3 separate regions of the Sus scrofa genome follow, and all the other regions are linked to region 2. Evidence: chromatin contacts called from public HiChIP or PLAC-seq data. All regions are on one chromosome and are shown on one strand. Each heading gives the region's core, a stretch centred on a gene start, on an enhancer-like site or on the middle of the called end of the contact. The rest is flanking DNA. Distances are from core to core; before and after follow the strand shown. Region 1 holds the start of MED28 (mediator complex subunit 28). Region 2 holds the start of LCORL (ligand dependent nuclear receptor corepressor like). Region 3 holds the start of LAP3 (cytosol aminopeptidase).

Region 1 (2,700 bases), core at 188-2,687, 350 kb after region 2:
CAAATCAGACCTGGAGCTACAGCTGCAGACCTATGCCTCAGCCTTGGCACATGGAGCCACAATACAAGCCGAGGCAACTCGCAATTCTCACCCTGCTGGGTAAGGAAGGAATCTAACCAGCACCCTCACAGGCACTGTGTGGGGTTCTTAACCCACTGAACCACAAAAGAACTCCCCATCTTGGTCTTAACCCAACAGTCATGGCAGCCACTGAAGAGTTTTAAGCACTAGGGTGTTGATGGTAGGCTCTGGCCAAGACTTCTTTCTACAGGGCCAGTCTTTCAGCAAGTCTCATAACCGCCACTTCATCTCAAGCCTAGATGCTGCTCTAAGGCTTTCCTGTCCCTCTCCTTTACAGCTTAGCACCACCTCAAAGGCATCTCATCCTCCTCCCAGAAAAAAAAGATTTCTCTGTCCTTTAAATCAATTATCTCAAACTTCTGAATGTACGCCCCATTAAAAAAGGCATTCTGCCCATGCAACCCCAATAACACACTCATTTATGAACTCTATTTACCTACTACCTATGCTATTATGTGTGAAAGTCAAAAAGTAGAAAAGTTAACTCCAATTACAAGTTACTTCATTTCCACACCCTAATGGTTCATCTTCCACTTCAGAGACCACTGGAAGCCACCTGATTTTTAAGCACTTATTTCTTAAGCTCACCTGTGCCTCCTACCAGTCCCCATTTTCTCTGCTACAGGATTAATGCTTGAATGGGAGTGAGAGTTTGGATCACCCTCTGCCTCTCTCCCAAAGCTTCATCTTTAACTCCTCTTCCCTCGGCCCTTAATAACAACTTCCCATCTCAGCCCCAAGAATTCCACTACTTTAGGACCGTTTAAGGGTGGAGCCCAATGGAAAGAATACAGGACAGAGTGGTGCAATGCTCCCCTCGGTGGAGAATCAGCCCGTAGCAAACACGCAGGGACGCAGGAAAGGATACTCAAGGATAGAACCAACCTTGAATTGAGGCAACAACCTTGAGGAGCAGAACAACCGACTGGGAACCTAGAAGGGTCCCACGGTGGGGGTGGCGGGCAAACTTCAAGTCCTCGTGCCTCTAGAAAGGACAAATTTACTCATCTCCGCCAGTCGACCAGAAAATTCTGGCCATCACTCAACGTGGAGAATAAAGCAAGCAGTTTAGATTCTTTGAGCCTGCCGCCCCATTTGTAAGCCGGTGCAGGGATTGCTGAAAAAGATAACCTGCACACGTTTCAGAAAAGAAAGGCTGGGAACACAGACGCCCACGGCTCATTTTACCTCGAAAGATGACTCCAACTCGTCCACTAAGGTGCTGTTAGAAGTTCTTGGAATCCCTGGTGTGGCCTGAAGAAGCGAAGCCTGGCCCAGGAGCCCCGGTGGCGGCGGCGGGGGTCCGGGAGGCTGCCCCGTGAACATTCCACCCAGCGGAGCCGCCATTTCTAAGATGGCGGGTGAGAGACTCACTGCACCTGCGCGGGAGCTGGATCCGTGGGTCACGTGACACGCCTGGTCACACGTGATCACGCTGAGTGGATGTTGGCGTCTATCGGGCGCCAGGGAAACCGGTAGGTTGGTACTTTCGTTCCCTCTTTGCCCGCACTGGAGGCCGCTTGACTTTACTGGTTTTTTATTTTATTTTATTTTATTTTATTTTTTATAACATGAGAATTGAAGGATTTGATAGGGTTTTGACAAGGTTGTATGAAGAGGAGAGTCAATAACTAAGGCTGAGCGAGCCCTGCCTGGCTTCATGATATTCGTTTAACCATCCTGCCTTTGCCCTTAACCCTTGAAATGATTTGGACCTAGCGCTTTCTCTGGGCTCAGTTTACCGGTTGGTAGAAGGAAGGTGCTTATTCACCACACAAACATTTATTGGGAGCTTACTATTTACCAACTACTAATCCAGTCATGGTGGATATAGGGGGAATGAACATGAAAAAAATTTCCCCTAAATTCTCTCTGGGGAGAGACTTGTGCAAAAAATGACCAAGCTTGTTGAGGGTCCCTACTATGCATACGCCTGGCATGTTCACTTGAGATATTCGTGGTTATGTCAAAGAGAAAGTATGATAATTTTGTAACACTTGCTTATTTCTCTCTTTAGAAGCCAAAAATTTTTTCACCGTATTTAATTTTACACTTACAGTTACTGAAAGTAGGGTCAGGCTGTTTGCCACTCTAAAGCCAATAAAAAGGCAAAGTTGGAATGGATTAGCAATGAGATCCTGCTGTGTAGCACTGGGAACTATATGTCTGGTCACTTATGATGGAGCATGGTAATATGAGAAAAAAAGAATGTATACATGTATGTATAACTGGGTCACCATGCTATACAGTAGAAAATTGACAACACTGTAAACCCGCTACAACAGGAAAAAATAAAAGTCATTATATAGTGGGGAAAAAAAAAGTAAATTTGGTGGAATGTTTGCTGTATTCTGGATTCCAGCAACTTAGGTGAGCGGGCAGAGACTCCTGTCCAAAGGCCCACTGCCCCCTCACCCCAGCTGACAGTCAATGGGCAAGAGCTTTTATAGGTACCTATCAGGGCTATATGCAGAAACAGTAGAATCAGCTCTGACAGATCTTGAAATTGGTCATGGGATGGTCTGACCAGCGTTCTCTTATTTTAAGTATGGTTAATCTCCAGTTCCATAGTCAATTTGTTCCCATTTCTGTAAGCGAGGAACGGTTAGTGGGAGAAAT
Region 2 (2,700 bases), core at 71-2,570:
TCCATAAATTTCCACTAATGCACAGTACCTCTAAGCAAACTTTGGGTGTCTTAGCTTCAGTTCGGCCCCCCGCGCATATACAGAAATACACGCACAATCACCGTGGTGCTGAAGTAAAACATGTCATTGGAGTTTATACCTAACCAAAAGATTTCTCTCTCTCTTTGAAGAAATATTTTCTCTCTAGAGCAGCGTATAATTCATTCCGTAACATTTGTTAAGTGCTAATCCCTTGCCACGCTCTGTACTAGGGCGAAGCAGGTGAAAGATATCAAGGTACAGATGTCTCAAAGGGTCGCTGCCCTCCAGGAGTTTACTTATTGCAGAGCATAAGTTTCTCTTTTTGGAGTTTTCACTCAGCCACACTTAAACCCTCATAAACGATTTCCGGTGAAAAGCCCCGCATCTTTCTCCCAATATTTACAGAGTCTCGCTTTCCAAGAAGTCATCGCCCTGGAAACTGAAGTCACTGCAGGATGTCCCTCTGGATATCTGGCAATTATTTTGGATGCAGCCCAGTCACTGGCTTGCTTTTTCCCTGCTGTGGCAGGATGACTGTGATCCCCAAAAGTTTCCAGCACTTAAAGCACAAAGCGCTGTTCAAACCCTCAAGAGACGGACAACTTTTGCCACTTTCATCGCCTTTCTATTGCGGAGCCTAAGGAGGTTAAGTTGGTTGGGTCAGACACGACGACGCCGGCAGCGCACAGTCTTAGGCGCGGGAAATTAGAGGCTAAACCCACAAGCCGCGCAGTGCTGTGCAGTCTATGCTAACCCAAGTGTGCGAATTGGACTGGAGAGGAACCCATCCCTGATGGACTACAAAATCCGGCATGCACCGCGCCGTGGCGACGAGCTCCACTTCGGGGGTCCCAGCGCAAAGGGGTCTGGGAAGTGAAGTCTCCGGGTGTCCGGAGTTGCGTCGGGAAGGCAGAAGGGAGGCGTGACTAGTCCGCTCCATTGGCGCGCCGGTTCCTGGCCGGGCTCCGAGCCTCCCGCTCCCGCTCAGGGTTTTCGCGGGCGGCGGGAGCAGTATGGCTAGCTTGAGTAAACTCCGGGGGGAGGGGAGGGAGGGGAGGAGATGGGGAGTCGGGGTCAGCGGAAGCTGCAGGTTGCTTCCTTCTCCTCAGCTCCCTCCCCGCCTCTCCCTGAGGGAGCGGTGGGAGGGGGAGGGGATGGGAGAGGGACGGTAGTGTGACACGTGTCAATCAACCCCCCTCCGGGGGGCGCGCGCTCCGGGGCTCGCGCTGAGGGCTCGCGCCCCTGCCTCGTGCCTGCGCCGCTCGTATGTAAATGAGGGCGCGTGACGCGGGACGCAGATGGACAAGGGAAGAGAGAGAATGGCCGCTGCCGCCGCCGCCGCTGCTGCCGCCGCCGCCGCCGCCGCTCAGTGCCGGAGCCCTCGGTGCGCGGCGGAGAGGAGAGGATTCCGGCGGGAACTCGACTCTTGGCGCCACCGCCTCATGCACTGTGTAGGTAAGAGAGACACGGGCCGGGGCCCCGGCTCCGCGCGGCGACGGCTGCCGCAGCCCGAGGAGTTTGTGGCTGAGGGGTTTACTTGAATCTCCCGTTCGGGTCAGTTCAATGGGGGAGCGAGATGGGAGCGGCGGCGGCGCGGCAGCTCCGGCGCTCGCCTTTTGTCTGGGGGCTCCTCGCCCGGCGCACTCCGCGCTCCTTCCCCTCCTCTGCGCTTGGGCTCCCCGGGAACTGTTAGTTCGGACCCGCTCTCCGAGCCCCCGAAGAAGCGGCTCGCTCGCGCTCTCCCCGAAACTCCCCGGCTCCCCTCGCCGCTCGCCGTCCACCTTGTCAGGAGGGAGGAAACGGGCCGGCGGGGTCGGCGCCCGGGTGGAGAGGAGCCGGCGGGTAGAGCCGGCGGGAGGAAGGCGGGCTGGTCCGCGCCCCCGCCGGGCGCTCACACACCCCCTTCTCGCCGCCGGGGGCTGGGCGGGCCGACGCGGCCGAGTTCCCGGGGACGGGGACCTGAGCGACCCCCGGGCTGTTGCGGGGCCGCGGGTGGGCCCGCTGGGGGCGAGGGGCGGTGGGGGCGTCGCCCGAGGGCGGGGGCGCCCAACTCTGCCCTCTCGCGCTCGGCGGCGGCGGCGGCGCGGTGTGTACCCCTTTAAGAAGGAGCCGTTCGAGCGCTGACGGTTGGGATTTGAAGTTCTTCCTCCCTCTTTGGAAGTCTGGTCAGAGAGGGGGGTGTTGTCATGGTGACGGCACCCCCCCCCCCGGTCTCCTCGCGGACGCCCCGAAGACTCGGGTCCTCTTTTACTGTCATGTGATGGACCCTTCCCCGCACAGACACGCACATAACCCTCCCCACCTCCCATTCCCGTTCTCTTGCAATTCCGTCTTCCCTTTTGGTTGGGTCGGAATCGTTTTGCTTCAAACTTCTGGCCTGGGGGCTGTCATTCTGCGGGTTGCTGGGGGGTGGCGGGAGGTGGCGGGACCTCCCCACCTTGCCCCCGTCGCTTTTTTGTCTGAGTCGTGTGCGTGGAACTGTTATCCAGCAGGTTGGTTGAGTGGGCACCGAGGGGATAACGCGGGTTATGGGATGGGGTGTGTTGTGTTTGTTTTGGAAGAGGTTGATGGGTAGGAGAGTAGGAGCAGAGGTAGGAAGGAAGGTTGCATTGTCTAATGAGTGGATAGTGGCTCGCTCGACTGGCGATTAAATCTTGGCGTTTAGAGTTGAGGAGTAAT
Region 3 (2,700 bases), core at 189-2,688, 380 kb after region 2:
AACCCCATGGGCACTTAGACCAAATTGTGTCCTGTCTTTCCCATCAAAGAAAATAGGCTTCCTTGGCATTGGTAACCCTTTCAGGTTCTAACTTTCCTAAGCATGCCCACTGCCTGGGATTCCACTGCTGGGAACTAAGCAGATAGGAAACAGATGTTACCTGAGTAGGATGGAGTCCCACCGTTTCAGAAAGAGCAGGGGACAGGCATCTGGTCCCGACACCATCTGTGATTCCAGGGAGGCTGAACTCAAGTCCCACCCAGAACATTCCTTGCCAGGGACAGCCCTTCTGGTCCTCAAGCCTAACTCCCACGCCTGTGCTCCCCATGCCCCCAGCCATTCCTATTTTTCAGCTCCCCCAAGGCCAGGGAGTAACCTTCTTCACAGTGCTCTGGAGCTCAATTTCAGGTGGAGAAGGCAATCTGCAGGACACTCTATCTCTCCTTTTTTTTTTTTTTTTTTTTTTGGCGCGCCCGGGGTATGCGGAAGTTCCTTAGCCAAGAACTGACCCTCACGGACTGGAGCCTCCGCAGCAGCAGTGACAAAGCAGGGTCCTTAACCCATTAAGTCACCGGGTAGCTCCTAGGGCACTCTCCTTTTAATTTTAGCAAGATAAAGGGTCTCTCCTTTTTTCTAAAGAGACGTTGTTTTTCTCTAGAAACCTTCCAGGCAGTTTACTCCCGAAGGACCTGTGTTTTCCTAGCCTTCAACTGCAGCGAGGGAGGGAGGTCTTGGTGTGGAGCCCGGGGACTCTGAAACCCCAGAGAACATTTCACCTCACCAAACCTGAGCATCCTCCTAGCTAAGGTGGGAACGATCCTGGCAACATCCTTCTCTGGGTTACTGAGACTAAACGAAATAATGAAATAAGGGGAAACGGTAGCTACGGCTAAAATTTTCCTCCCGCGCAGAGTTCTGGTCCTAGCACTTCCAAGCCCATCCTCGCTACAAAGCCGACTGGCGAATGCTGGAGGGATCGGCAGCCCTCCGCAGCCTGCTGCCAAAGCCGAGATTGGAAACTGGAAACGGCAGGGAACTTTTCTTTTTAGCCAATGTTTGCAACTTGGCTCAGAAGACCGGACACCGCGGCCTTGACCCGCCCCGGAGTCCCGGTCGCCCGCCGGCAGGGCTCTCGCCGCGTCCCGAGGGAGAACCGCGGCCTCTCACCTTCGTCATGTTTGCAGCGTCTGGACCGGGTCCCCAGAAACGCCTCACGCTCAGCTGTCGGACGGCGACTCGCGCAGCAGCCGGAAGAGGCAGCAAGAACATCTTTTCGGCTCGGCCCCCCGCACCGCCCTCCAACGAGCACGTGGCGCATGGAGAGCGGGCGCGCTCCTAGGAGCCCCGCTTTCGGGGGCCGCGGGCGCGCGCCTCGGGGGCGGGGCAGGTGCCGGGGGCGTGCCAGGCTTGAGCCAGGGGCGGGGCGATTGGCTCTCCGTCGGTGAGGGGGAGGGCGGGCTCCAGCACAGCGGAGCGTTCTTGCGCTTGGGAGGCGGGGCGGGTGCCCAGGGGGCGGGGCGGGCGGCGGCGCTGAACAGGGCGGTTCTGGGAAAGCTGTGAAACTTCGGCGGCCGCCGCCGCTTGCACTTGCGGACGGAGGCGAAGGGGCGGGGCTCTCGGAGGAGCGCACTAGAGAGGGGCGGAGTCGCGGTTGTGCGGCACCTGGAGGGGTGGGGGTGGAGGCGCTGCTGCCGGGAGGTGGAGGTCGCAAGCAGACTTATTGCAGAGGTTTGAGTAAGGAAGACCCTCTCGCTGAGTTATTTTTGTTACTGTCTCTTTTTGTTTGTTGGTTTTTTGGTTTTTGCCATTTCTTGGGCCGCTCTCGCGGCATGTGGAGGTTCCCAGGCTAGGGTCCAATCGGAGCTGTACCCACCGGCCTACGCCAGAGCCACAGCAACTCGGGATCCGAGCCGCGTCTACAACCTACACCACAGCTCACGGCAACGCCGGATCCTTAACCCACTGAGCAAGGCCAGGGATCGAACCTGCAACCTCATGGTTCCTAGTCAGATTCCTTAACCACTGTGCCACCACGGGAACTCCTACTGTCTCTTTTTTTGAACTTCCATTTGGTGCAGGGGTTCAACATTGTAAGACAGTTAACCCAAATACTGTTTTTGAATTGAGAAGCTTTGCCGGTAGAGCTGAATGTTTAAAAATGTATTTGTAAAAGGAGTTTTACATTTTTTATTGTAAAAACAACAACACGGTTGAATGGAACTCCTAGAACATAATGAAGCACAAAGAAGGATATGAAATGTTACACCAGTGTCTGATCCCGGTTTTAGCTGGGTCTTTGCTTTTAGCTCGGGGCGCGGGGTGGACGAGGTCCACCAACTGAAGTGTGTACCTTCCTGGTCTGGGGAGGGAGGTTGGAGAGAATGTCTATTTCACTGTCTAAGGGCTAGACACAACAGAGATATGACTGTCCATTCTTTTTTTAAAAATTCATGCAAAGTTGATTAACAATGTTGTGTTTCAGGTGTACCGCAAAGTAATCCAGTCACACACACACAAACACACACACACACGTAAAATTTTGAATACAGTTCCTTGTGCTATACAGCAAATCTTTGTTGGTTATGATTGACTGCTTTGGAATGCAAGATTTTGTCATCCACAACCCCTAAGTTTATATAAAGTGTTTACTATGTTTTCTGTTCGAAAGTATGGGGTACAACAGAATTTAAAGTATCCCTG

The links. HiChIP or PLAC-seq counts read pairs in DNA pulled down with a chosen protein or histone mark.
Region 1: a contact with region 2 is called in an H3K27ac HiChIP or PLAC-seq map of alveolar macrophages. The contact joins the promoter of MED28 here to the promoter of LCORL in region 2. A contact is called at or near these places in 1 of 47 Hi-C or Micro-C datasets (embryonic fibroblasts) and 1 of 2 datasets of contacts at active chromatin or transcription factors (alveolar macrophages).
Region 3: a contact with region 2 is called in an H3K27ac HiChIP or PLAC-seq map of skeletal muscle, with 3 times the contacts expected there. The contact joins the promoter of LAP3 here to the promoter of LCORL in region 2. A contact is called at or near these places in 1 of 5 promoter capture datasets (liver), 4 of 47 Hi-C or Micro-C datasets (embryonic fibroblasts, heart right ventricle, mesenteric adipose tissue and 1 more) and 2 of 2 datasets of contacts at active chromatin or transcription factors (alveolar macrophages and skeletal muscle).

The regions. Positions count from the first base shown.
Region 1 is chr8:12,622,862-12,625,561 of Sscrofa11.1, reverse strand. It overlaps MED28 (mediator complex subunit 28), which reads right to left and starts at 1,437. Exons shown (of 4, transcript NM_001243569.1): 1 at 1,270-1,437. The coding sequence starts at 1,428.
Region 2 is chr8:12,967,755-12,970,454 of Sscrofa11.1, reverse strand. LCORL (ligand dependent nuclear receptor corepressor like) reads left to right here and starts at 1,320. Exons shown (of 7, transcript NM_001195345.1): 1 at 1,320-1,476. The coding sequence starts at 1,320.
Region 3 is chr8:12,589,073-12,591,772 of Sscrofa11.1, reverse strand. It overlaps LAP3 (cytosol aminopeptidase), which reads right to left and starts at 1,438. Exons shown (of 13, transcript XM_003356870.5): 1 at 1,168-1,438. The coding sequence starts at 1,269.